Linked DNA regions of Triticum aestivum: region 2 is linked to region 1. Evidence: chromatin contacts called from public Hi-C data. All regions are on one chromosome and are shown on one strand. The core of a region is the stretch at or near the end of the contact, and the rest is flanking DNA. Distances in the headings are between cores, read along the strand shown.

Evidence for each region. A called contact is a pair of places that touch in the nucleus more often than the background predicts.
Region 2: a Hi-C map of leaf shows a contact between it and region 1, with 4 times the contacts expected there. The contact joins the promoter of LOC123113367 here to the promoter of LOC123113362 in region 1. A contact is called at or near these places in 2 of 5 Hi-C or Micro-C datasets (both in leaf).

Annotation. Positions count from the first base shown.
Region 1 is chr5B:578,452,687-578,458,594 of IWGSC CS RefSeq v2.1, reverse strand. It overlaps LOC123113362 (60S ribosomal protein L13a-4), which reads right to left and starts at 3,085. Exons shown (of 4, transcript XM_044534574.1): 1 at 2,740-3,085; 2 at 2,509-2,625; 3 at 2,337-2,424; 4 at 677-1,008. The coding sequence starts at 3,011. The coding sequence ends at 865. It overlaps LOC123113361, which reads right to left. Exons shown (of 8, transcript XM_044534573.1): 3 at 5,341-5,908; 4 at 5,159-5,240; 5 at 4,971-5,037; 6 at 4,694-4,879; 7 at 4,539-4,599; 8 at 4,056-4,449. The coding sequence ends at 4,277. It overlaps LOC123118051 (small nucleolar RNA SNORD24), which reads right to left and starts at 1,205; the gene lies at 1,123-1,205. It also overlaps the pseudogene LOC123118116, the pseudogene LOC123118119, the pseudogene LOC123118126 and the pseudogene LOC123118118.
Region 2 is chr5B:579,171,269-579,177,176 of IWGSC CS RefSeq v2.1, reverse strand. It overlaps LOC123113367, which reads left to right and starts at 2,777. Exons shown (of 8, transcript XM_044534583.1): 1 at 2,777-2,989; 2 at 3,995-5,110; 3 at 5,573-5,908. The coding sequence starts at 4,044. It overlaps LOC123113368 (protein Asterix), which reads right to left and starts at 2,646. Exons shown (of 3, transcript XM_044534586.1): 1 at 2,382-2,646; 2 at 1,834-1,934. The coding sequence starts at 2,552.

The sequences.
Region 1 (5,908 bases), core at 1,836-4,335:
GCAGCCTCCGCCGCCGCAGCCTACAAGCGGCTAATCGGCCAACAAGGAGGAGCGAAAGGCCACATTTCGGCACGCGCATGCCGGCCAAGCCTACAACCTCCGCCTTCTCGATGCCTGCATAGGCCGACGCGGGACGCCTCTGCCATTGGCGCGTTCACGGCATCGGTCTCCGGTGAGCTCTACAATGGCGTCGATCTCCTCTTTCATTTCGGACGAGAGGTCCTCCCGCAAGGCTTTGGAGCTTGAGAAGGCCATCAAGAGTGTGGTGCTAAGAGAAGATTGAGAGTAGAGGAGGTTTACAAGGCATGTTAGTCAGAGAGGGGCGTCGCAAGGTCTGCTTTGGATGGCCGCTTTATAACGGCGATTGTAAAAAATTAGGACCGCGCAGCATCGGTTGTGGTTGAATTTAAATTCAAATGTTCAACTAAATTTCATATATGTTTGATTTTCAATTAAGTAAGCCCATATTTCATACAGAGCTCAAACCGAGAAATACCCAGCAAAAACACATTACTTGACGCGCTTTGATGGAACTTGACGCAGTGACAGTAGACTTTACCAACTTGGCGTAGAGACGACTATGATGGCCGCAAACGACATGTACAAAGGGTCATAACAAGGGACTGCAAAGGCCGTAGTAAAGAGAAAAACAGCAAGGCACCTGATAGACGTTCACTAGAATTCCCAAATGCACACATTTGATAAACGAAACAGTTCACCATGTAGAAAATTTCAAATGAGTGTCGCAGAACTGCATGCATAACAAAGGTTTACCAACCAGATTGTACTATCAGAGTTACCAAACTACTTAAAATACGACAGAGGTTTCCCAAAACTGATGGCGCACGAAAGCTCTGATATCTCTTAGTATTTGATAGGGGCCAGGATCTCCAGCTGAGTTCCCAACTTCTCCTCGGCTGCCTTCTCGGCCTTGACGCGGAGCTTCGCCAGTTGCTTTCTCCTGTCGTAGGAGATCTTGGCCTTCTCCTTCCTCTTTTCCTCCAGCTCCTGAATAAAGGCCAAAGAGTGATGAGAATCGGTATGCACAAACATCAGCTCATAATGAACAAAAACTGGCAATGGCAGATGTACTGTAATGATAACATTAGACTAGAACTAAAGAGCCTCAGAGATCTTGGTGGTTGAGATCATCAAGTGGGATAAACCCATCAAGAGTAGCAAATATTTTGATAACATCACAGGCTCGAAGGAAAATAGAACACCAGCAAAACTGTTGAATGAGATGCAAAACTGAAACCCAAAACAGAGCAAAATCTATCAAGAGCACAACATGGCATGATCTGTCAGAAGTAGCTGGTTGTGATAATCATTAAGAATCAGTGGGAATCCGAACGATTTTCTTCATCACACAGAAGGATGCAATGGAACCCAATATAACACAAAGAGCAAGAAGGTTCCAACCAAAATAAGAAGTGCATGTACGGCCAGTCATAAAGCAGTGCAAATGTAATACAGGAGATGCCATCATCCATCAGAAGTAGCTGGTTACTCTAATCATGAAATATCAGTGGGAATCCGAACGATTTTCTTCATAACCCGGAATCATGCAATTCAACACAACAGAACACAATGAGCAATAAGGTTCATAACCAATGAAGGAATGCATGAAAAGTCAGTCTAAAGCAGTAAAAATGTGCAAATGTACTTCAGGAGGTGGCATCACCCGTCAGAAGTAGCTGGTTATAATAATCATGAAATATCAGTGGGAATCCGAACGATTTTCTTCATCACGCAGGTAATGCACATCTCACCAGCCAGCAGAACACAAAAGAGGATACCAACAGTACTGCTAAGAGGTTTGCAAAAAATCAAAGGAAAGTATTTGCTCAATAATAAATGAGTACATATGTAGTACAAGAGATGGCATGATCCGTCAGAAGTAGCTGGTTGTAATAATCATGAAAAATCAGTGGGAATCCGAACGATTTTCTTCATCACCCAGATCATGCACATCTCAGCCAGCAGAACATCACAAGTGACATACGTAAAACAATGATTCTGAGCGTGAGCAAACAAAATTCTTCACAGTACTATAAAGCATGAACTGTGGCTGGTTTCTAAAATCCGTGGGAATCATCATAAACAGTTTTACAATGCAGAACAAATCATTTACCACCAGGAGAGTTTATATGACAAAAGCTGAAGGCGTATCTATTAGAGTACCAGTAAATCAGACTGAACTTTCATAGAATGATTAGTATAACTAGACACATTTTAGTTTAGCATTACATAAAAGACTAGTCTTAACAGACTGGTAGCAGTCGCACACTAGCAACTATTGAGCGCTGAAGAAACAGGACAGGGAAAGAGCATACCCTGATGGTGTCGGCGTAGTTCCATCCGACCTCCTTGGAGAGCTGGCCGAGGAGGCAGTACCTGTGCCCAGGCTGCAGCCTCAGAACCCTGCAAAACCACAAGCCACGTCAACATCAAACACACATACACGACGCACGCAGAGATCTAGAAGGCAGTCGAACGCCGACGTACTTGAGCGCGTCGGGGATGACCATGCGCTTGGTCCTGTCGTACGGCGGCGGCACGCCCTCGTACGCCTTGAGCCTGGCGAGCGCGGCCTCGCCCCTCGCGGTCTTGTGCGGAATCATACTGCAGAGCGCCACCAAAAACACGGCACCATCAGAACACACAAACCCAAATGGACACGGCGACGCACGTGCATAGGCGAGGCGACGGATCTAGGCGGCGGCGGCGGAGACGTACCCGCGGATGGTGCGCCAGAGGATCTTGGCCGGGGCGCGGAAGTGGATGGGGCCGTGGGAGGGCTTGGTGTTCATCCTCTTGCGGAGGAAGCGGAGGTACTTCATCTTCTGGCGGACGAGGCCGCCGGACATGCAGATCTCCTCGCATCGGACCACCACCACGCGCTGCCCGTTGAGCAGCTCCTTGGCGACGATCGAGGCCAGGCGGCCGAGCATGTGGTGGCGGGCGTCCACCACCACGCGCTTGGCGCACACGCCGGAGCCGGACACCATCTCGCCTCTTACCTGGCGGCGGCGGCGCTACTAGGGTTTGGAGTTCGGGGGGTGGAGGCGGAATGGAGACGAGTGCGCCGCTTAGGGTTTCGTATTTATAGATCTCCGTGTTTAGGGTGTCTTGCCTGGGCCAGTTGGTGGGCCTGTCCGGTCCGGGCCGTAGTGTTAGATGGGCTAGGCTTATTAGGTTTAAAAGGCTTTATGAGGCTAGAAAATGTTATTCTGCGCTGACGGGCTTGCTGAATGATTTTGTCTGATATACATACGGGCTGTGGATTTTTCTCAAAAAAAAAACATACGGGCTGTGGATTAAAAAAACATGCCAAATGTTGTAAATAGAGTACTAAAAATACTCCAAATATTAGTTATGAGTATGTTCTAGCAGAATGAAAATGATGACCTTCAAAAAGACAATGTCATCTGGAATGAAAAACAAATGTGTCAAGGGAGGAATTATTTGTACAAAGCTTTTGTCCATAATTAAAATGGCTGATAATATTAAGAGAAACAAACAGGCTGGTTCAATTTTCTAAAAAAAATTATTATTATTTTCTATCATAGATGATAATATCATTTAATTAAGTTTAAGTTTATGATAGTTGGATTGCGCTATTCTCGTCTGCGTGAATATAGCTTTGCGATCTTTGATTTCATGTTTGGCGAATTTATGTTATGATTTGACTAACTCCTAAAACACACATATAAACATTACATGTCACAAAGATGAATCCATACATGTTCTGTAGATCATAACCCAAAAAAAATGTCAAAGAGCAGTTCAAACACATGGGAAAATCGCACTCCGCAGCAATACTATTTTTTAGAAGTGGTGTAGATGTTATCTAGTACTAGATTTTTTTAAGCAATTCAAAACAAATGGAATAAACACTGGAGTAGTGCCGTTAAGGCTAGCAAGAAAATGGGTACAAGAAATAAAAGTACAAGACAAACCCACAGCAATGCCCTGGTAGGAAAAAAACATAAAAAACTGGAAGAAAAACTGAACAAATACAAGGCGGTGACAAACAATTTTAAAAAGTTGAGTCACCGTCTCAAAATTCATTCATATTCACTTGAAACCATCCGTACAAGTTATAACTGCTGGTGCCCAAAATCCAATCTTCGATGCACCAACTTTTTCCATAACCCACGATAAAATTAGTTTGGAGGTCAGGTATACAACAAACATGCCATAACTTCCCCTCATGTCTGAAGAATCAACACAAGATCAGTCTACTAGTCCGCCTCACTACATATTGGGAAGTTCAGGCACAAGTCAATGCGCCATACTCTTTACCAGCTATTTCAGCATAGAAGTCCCAATGTGGATCACTATGTGTAAGAAAAGGTTGACCAAATGGATTGTTGCGAACGTAGCACTCAACATCATCTGCAAAAACGAGTTTCTCCAGATACATGCGAAGATCTCCACCGGGACCTGCTTATCGGGAATTGTAATTTATATGCATCAATAGGCTGTAGTAGTGTAATAGGTAACTACATCAACATGAAATGGTGAATGCATACCCAATGAATTGTCGTTCCGGTTAAGATAGCTGAACGGCTGAGGAAAAATGGCAGTATGTGGCTGCATAACATATGCATGAAAATATGCATTATTCAAATATGGAGATGATACAGTTAAACAAGACACTGGTATATGAAAACAGCTGAGAAAATACCGGATTACGCAGAGCCTTGTAAGGAGAATCGTCCACAAGTAATGTATTGGAAGGTGAAAATTCCCCCTCCTTCCATGGAAGACCAGGTTCTTCCTTATTCCACAGTTTCTTCAATTCCTTCAGTACTATTGGTTTGTGCACGTTCTCCAGTGTGTTACGTCCAGTCATTGTGCATTTATCCCTGGCCTGCCCATATGAAGGTCGCAAAACATATTAGGACCAAAATAACATACAGTTGAGCATGCCCACCTACCACAGGTTCGTTTATGTTACGTACCCAAGAAAACAGTAGGTATGGTTTGAAATCTCTCATAAGGATGTCAACAACAGAATCAACATTTTTCCTAGAAAAATTATAAACCCCACATTAGTAAACATGGAGCAATGTGGATTAATATAAATCCCACGTAAGTAAGCATGGAGCAATGAGGATAAAGTAAAACAAATGAGGATAATAAATCGTACCTTTTCCTTGAGGACCATACACCTAGCTCGAAATTTTTTATGCAGAAGTTGAGAAAATCATCACAGTGAGGCCTTCGGAAGACTGGTAGAAAGGTGTAGTGCTATATTAATATCATCTGTCACAGTTCTATATCTGCATTTTCGCAAATAATAATTACGGACAATTGTACAAGTAACTTTACCTAGTTTCCTTCGAACCTTTGCATCAGCCATGTGAGCATTGTGGAAATCTTCATTGATATCCGCAAGAAGGCCATTCAGATCTAGAATAAGAAGCTTTTTCTTCCGAAACCCTGTCAAGGAATCTCTTGGAGGGAAGGACATTCTAAGCTTTTCGCTATATGCCTGAGCTAAATTTGAAGGGCTTATCTGGTCATTGTTGTGATTTGTTGATAAGCAAGTTCGTTCTTTCTCCTGCATTTCATTTCTTTCGGTACTGGTATGATCCAAATAGCTTCTTCCAAATCCATGCTCTGAATTCCTCCTGGCGTCTGATCCATACATGTTCATACTGTGATGAGCACCTTCCCTAAAGTTAGGGTCTGGTCTTCCTGGCTGAAAGAAGTTTGCACCTTCATTGAATAAATACGACTGGTTCCTCTGAAATCCATGCTCTGAACTCCCCATGGCGCCTGATCCATAGATGTTCATGCTGTGATGAACACCTGCCCTAAAGTTAGGGTCTGGCCTTCCTAGCTGAAAGAAGTTTGCACCTTCATCGAATGGATACGACTGGTTTCTCTGAAATCC
Region 2 (5,908 bases), core at 1,528-4,027, 720 kb before region 1:
AAAATACCACCCACTGAAACTACGTACTCCCTCCGATCCATATTAATTGACGCTGGTCTAGTACAAAGTTGTACCAACTTTGCACTAAACCAGCGTCAGTTAATTTGGACCGGAGGGAGTACCAACTCCCTATCTCTATGCATACTGGTGGTTTGTCAATTAACATTTTGTTCAGTTAGTAGATGGTGTTCTCATACTAAACCCATATTTATCTCTTATCTCTCAACTCTACCAAGTAATCAAACAGAAAGATATTTCGGTGGTGATAAAGAAGAAACCTCCATGCCCTATATGATGAGTGGATATATGAAGAATTTTCAACACAGTTCCTGTTATCCCAAGTATCCTTTTGGTTCATCGAATTACATTTCTACTTAGTTCAGAGACAAGCAGCATTTACACTAAATTTTATGAACAATGATAACCAATCAACCAGTACAAAATGGTGAGACATGAAAGGCCGAAAGGGCATTCAACTTTAATATCATTCTACTGAGCAAATCATCTTCATCAGTCACAATTCTTAGTGTGTACTCCCTCCGTAAATTAATATAAGAGTGTTTAGAATACTAAAATAGTGATCTAAACGCTCTTATATTAGTTTACAGAGGGAGTACTCTCTAGTTCTTATTTACTTTGGACCAGATTGCTGTATTGACCTCACCAGTCACCAATATCCATGACAAGTCAACTCTAGTGACAATAATGGAACGCTAACGACCAGCTAATTAGTCATGACAATCTTTTTGACTGTAACTAGTAGCCTGCTGTTTCACAATAGACATACAATTTCTAGGGTGATAACTGTTCCTTAAAAATTGCAAAGGCAAACCATCCCTAAAATTTGCTCTGATCTACAGCACACAATGTGATTTGCCTTCTACGCAACACTTGTTTAATTTTTTTTTTCAAACAACCTTCCGGCCAGATTCCTCTATCATATCGATGACGGAACAACAACATTCAAGCATCCATGTGCATATACCAAACAAAACAAAAGCTAGATCTAAAGGTCACAAATGCTAGCCCAAGAGAAAGTACACAACCTTAGGACTGCCAAAACAGGATCCAGCACCAAAAACAAGCAAGATAAGAAAAAACCAGAGTAGAAACACGTGTTTACTTTACTGTAAAGAATTAAAAAAAAGGTGTTCCATAAGGGCACACACTATCCTTTATCAGGTGATAGTTCATTAGTTCCTTCTGTACTTGTACAAATGGTAGAATTTTAGAAGAGAATGAACAAGCTGTCTATAAAAATCCATTAAAATTTTGGCACACAGCCACCCAGTGTTTCTAGCTTCCAGTATTGGCATGTTTAGTTAGAAAAAAAATTGTGGCACGGCAGCACTTTGCTAGGAATTCGGCCACACATGTAAAAAATTCTTAAAAAAGGCAAGGACGAAAGTTTAAAGTGATCTTAACATCAATGTGAAGGCGCATTTCCATAACATCAATAATAAAAGAAGGCCTACAATACCATTTTGACTTACTTCCATCAAGAATTACAGAAGAAAGCCATAAATCCTATTCTGTCTCAATGATGCAACCCATAAATCATTATTCCAATGTTACAAAATAAGCCACAAATTAAGGAGCTCTGATAGCGAATGGCCAAAGAGGGAGAAACTACGAAAACCACCATTTAATTGCATAATCCCACCACAAGTGGCAACACAAAAAGGACATGTTAATTGAGAATTCCCAGTATATACAAAGACAAGATGTCAGATGACCCAATGCAAAGGTATATGCTGCTGCTCAACCATATAGATTTTAACTGCATACTAGATTAACACATAAACTAGATAAATAAATGTGAAGAAAACTCACATGAAAGCCATGGAGAGCTGCTTGAGGTCATTCTCGAAGTTCTTCATGTTCGCCAGCGACTGCGCGCAGAAGATGATGGCGATCCACGAGCAAACCTTGTACTGTATGTAAAAAACCACATAGCAAAGTCAAACGTCACAACGGAACCAGCAGGAATCAAAGTCAGACAGTCTAGCAGCATCGGATTAACTAAGGCGAAGGCATCATCTCCGCCGACTACGGAGGGGCGCACAGATCCATCACACCACAAGGCACTAGCTCGCCCAGATCTAAGTGCCCAGCCGCTAACCTGCCGCTGCTCCCTACCGATAAACTAGATCGATCCGTGCGGCAGGACGACGGGCGGGCGCGCAGATAGACAGGAGGCGCGGCGGAGATCGTTTGCTGGCTAGGAGCACGTACGTGGAGCATGACGCCGACGAGGACCAAGACGACGAGAGGTCGAAAATACTGGGGCGTAGACTGGGGCGCAGGCGGGGGCGTAGGCGGATAGGAGGCGCGAGGGCGAGCAACGCGTGGCCGAGACTGCCTGGTTGGCTGGAACGTACGTGGAGCATGACGCCGACGACGCCGAAGACGACGGCGAGGAAGCCCGCGTAGTCGACGGGCAGGTCCTGCGACGACAGCTTCGGCGGCGCGTACGGCCTCGCCGTCCCCGGCTGCCTCGGGTCGTTCGGCCCCGCCGCCGCGCCGCCCCCCGACGCCGTCGCCTCCTTCATCTCTCCCCCACTTCTCTCCTTTTCTCCCCCTGATCTGAAAAGACGATCTGAACCAAGGAGAGAAACCGAAGAGGAAACCGAGATACGGATTAGAAGGCAGCACGCCTCCTGCTGAATGGCTAAAAGAAAAACGTTTGGGCCTGGGCGGCCGGCCCGGTGCGGCCCACGGCCCGGCCCCACGCGGGTTGAAAAGTCAAAGCGCGAGTCTTCCCGACCACGCCCCCACCACTTCACTCCGCCTCCGCTCCCCTTTCCTGTCGCCGCTCTGACGACACACTGCTGCGCCTTCTCCCCCTCTTCACTCTCCACCCACCAGCGGCCCCAAAACCCTAGCCGGGGAGCTCGGCCCGCCGCGGGGAGGTAGCGCGGAGGAGCTCCGCCCTCGCGCCGCCGCACCGCGCCCTCGGCCGCCGCCTGCTGCGTGTCGCCATTCCTCGGTAAGCCCTGCGGCTCCTCGCTAAACCTTCCTGCTTGCGCTGCGTGCCCGCTTGGGTTCGGCTCTCCGGGCGAGCGGTGAGGCTCGGCTCCGCAATGTCGGGCTGGTTGAGCGGTGCTGGGAGCGCGCTCGATGCGTGTGTGTTTTGTGGCGTGCTCAAACAGTACCTTAGGGTTTTAGTTGGTTAATTAGGTGTGGTGGTGCTAAGCTCGGCTCCTGACTTTGGGTAGAATCTGCACTGCCTTACTGTTGTAGTTTCTGGATGACATTCGCTGTGACGTGCGTTTGGTTTTACTGGCTTGCTGGCCACATGCATGGAAGGTTCTTGGTGGTGGTGATAGGTAATTGAGGAGGGGTCATGGTCAGTCCGTCAGTGTAGGAGTGCAAGTTTGTTTTTGTTAAAATACTGAATTATAGCCTACTAATTAGCTCGAATGCTCTGATTCAATTTAGTTTGTTCGATTTTTGTGATGAAGATTCAGGTGTCCTGTAATGCATATGGTTTTGAGATGCGCCCTCGTGCCGATTTGCATGTCCGCAAATCGACCGAGTTACTGAAATGTTAACAATATAATGCTCTGATTTAATTTAGTTTGTACTCCCTCCGTCCGGAATTAACTGTCGCTGAAATGAGTGTATCTACACGCTGAAAATGCATCTAGATACACTCATTTCAGCGACAGTTAAATGCATGTAGACACACTCATTTCAGCGACAGTTAAATGCGTGTAGACACTCATTTCAGCGACAGTTAATTCCGGACGGAGGTTGTATGATTTTTGTGATGAAGATTCAAGTGTCCTGTAATGCATGTGGTTTTGAGAATGCTGTGCTCTCGTGCTGATTTGCATCTATACAAATCGACCGAGTTACTGAAATGTGAATAATTTCAAGGGAAGAAAGCAGAGTTACATGCTCTTTTAAGGAGGAAATAGATAGTGTTCTGTTATGCACCCCCATTTGACCTGAACTAATATTTCTCTCATGCTTAATTTTTTGACTGTAGGTACTCTCCATTGCCAGGAAACCAGTGGTCACTCAGTCAACCAGTCAAAATGCAGTTCCAGTCTGGCAACTGTGCCAAAACGTTGGCAAAAGTAGATGGATCTGGTGCAAAAGATTTGTCAGTCGGCCCAAGCACATTTGGTTTTCCACAAGATGCTAATCAGGAATATTTTAACCAGGCTTGCCAGTGCAGTTATCCAGTTTCAACGCAAGGCTTTCCAGATTTACCAAGCGTTCCAGATTTTGTTCTGAATAATGCTTCTGCTGCACTCAGGGAATATCAACAATTTGACCACTTTTTCAGACCACTTCAGCCTCTGGCACCTGATGGAAACCAGGTGCAAAATAGTGGCATAAATACCGCACATCGCAGTAGACCTTCTAATGCATCCTCCTGCCTTGATCATGTAGAAGAAATAACTTCTCATGACACGGATGGTTATGACGACAGAGCTATCTCATTTGGGAGTAGCTGCAGCACAGGAATTGCGTGTTATCCATATAGTAGCCCTATGCAAAGTGATGACTGCATTGCAGACACGCAGGATGGGACCTGGGCTGCTCTTATGCAAATGCAACAGGCTTTGGAGGCGGCTAATGATGAGTGCAGTGACTTGACTTTCAATAACACAGAACTTTCAGGTGGGAATACCATGCAGCATCAAGTTGTTTGGGACAATGGCTGTTTAGCAAGTCCGTCTTTCACCTCAAACTTTTTACCCTTCCCTGGAGAGGCTGAAACCACGGTCACAAGTACCAGCGCTATGTTTAACTTACATAACTCTGTTGATCTCCCGTATGATAATGATCAAGACATATCATCTTTTGAGCTCAAAGTAGCTGAACAGAAAGAGGCAACCACAAGCCATGTTTGTGAACATCGAGATGAAATGCATTCTGCTGAACAGGGGGGAAATCCTGGCCACGACGGATCTTTTGATTTGACAATAACCCAGGACAGACAGTTCAGTTCATTTGTTAATGGTGCAAATGGATCTGTAGATAGTGGAATGAACCTTTATGATTGTGAAGAGCAAATGGAAATTGATTCACTCCTAAGTTCATTTGGAGCATCAAGTGATACCTTTGCACAGACATATGAAATGTTACAGAAAGGGTAAACGGAAATTTTGCAATCTCATCTTATCATTGCTGTGACTATGTGACTGAAGTCTTGATTTCACCCTCTCCTTTTAAGTTCAAACTAGAAACCTGCAAGCTCTCTCGCACAGAATTGTAGTTATTCTATTGAATATAAATCTTGAAACTCTTGCTACATAAAGGTGCAATTATTAGTTTAGTTGTTGATGCTCCATTAGTAGTGCCAATGCTTCTTCTTGCTGTTGCTGAAACAGCAAAATGATGCCTGGAAGCACCTATAGTAATAGTGGTAACAAAAAAATTAAGATATATTTTCAGTATGCTTTCTTAGCTAATGGCATTTTGATTGATTTAGCTTACTCTGCTAGGAGCACCAGAACTAATACTCTATGAGTGAAATATATATTTTTGGCACCATGCCAAATTTGTTATTTTGCATTTCTGAAATTTTAATATAATTAAATGTGATGAAATGCAGTGAAAATATTGTTGACCTTGAAAAAAAGGCTAAATTAGCAGAAAGCATTTCTGCTACATTCATGACTAATACTGTCCCATATATTACACAAGCTGGGGTGACTGAGTCAACTGTCTCTGATGGATCTTCTTGGACTCAACAATATCAATCTACTTCCCAGTCATGTGGTTTATCTTATTCTTCAGCTTCTCAATGGGAAACCATGCCAGGTACTGTTTTTCCTTTAGGGGGTTGTCGAAATGATGTTAGTGAGTCCAATTCAATGACTAGCCTGGGGACAAATGGCGATCTCCTGTTATCTTTTGGCCATACTTCAATGCAGCAGCAACAGAGTTT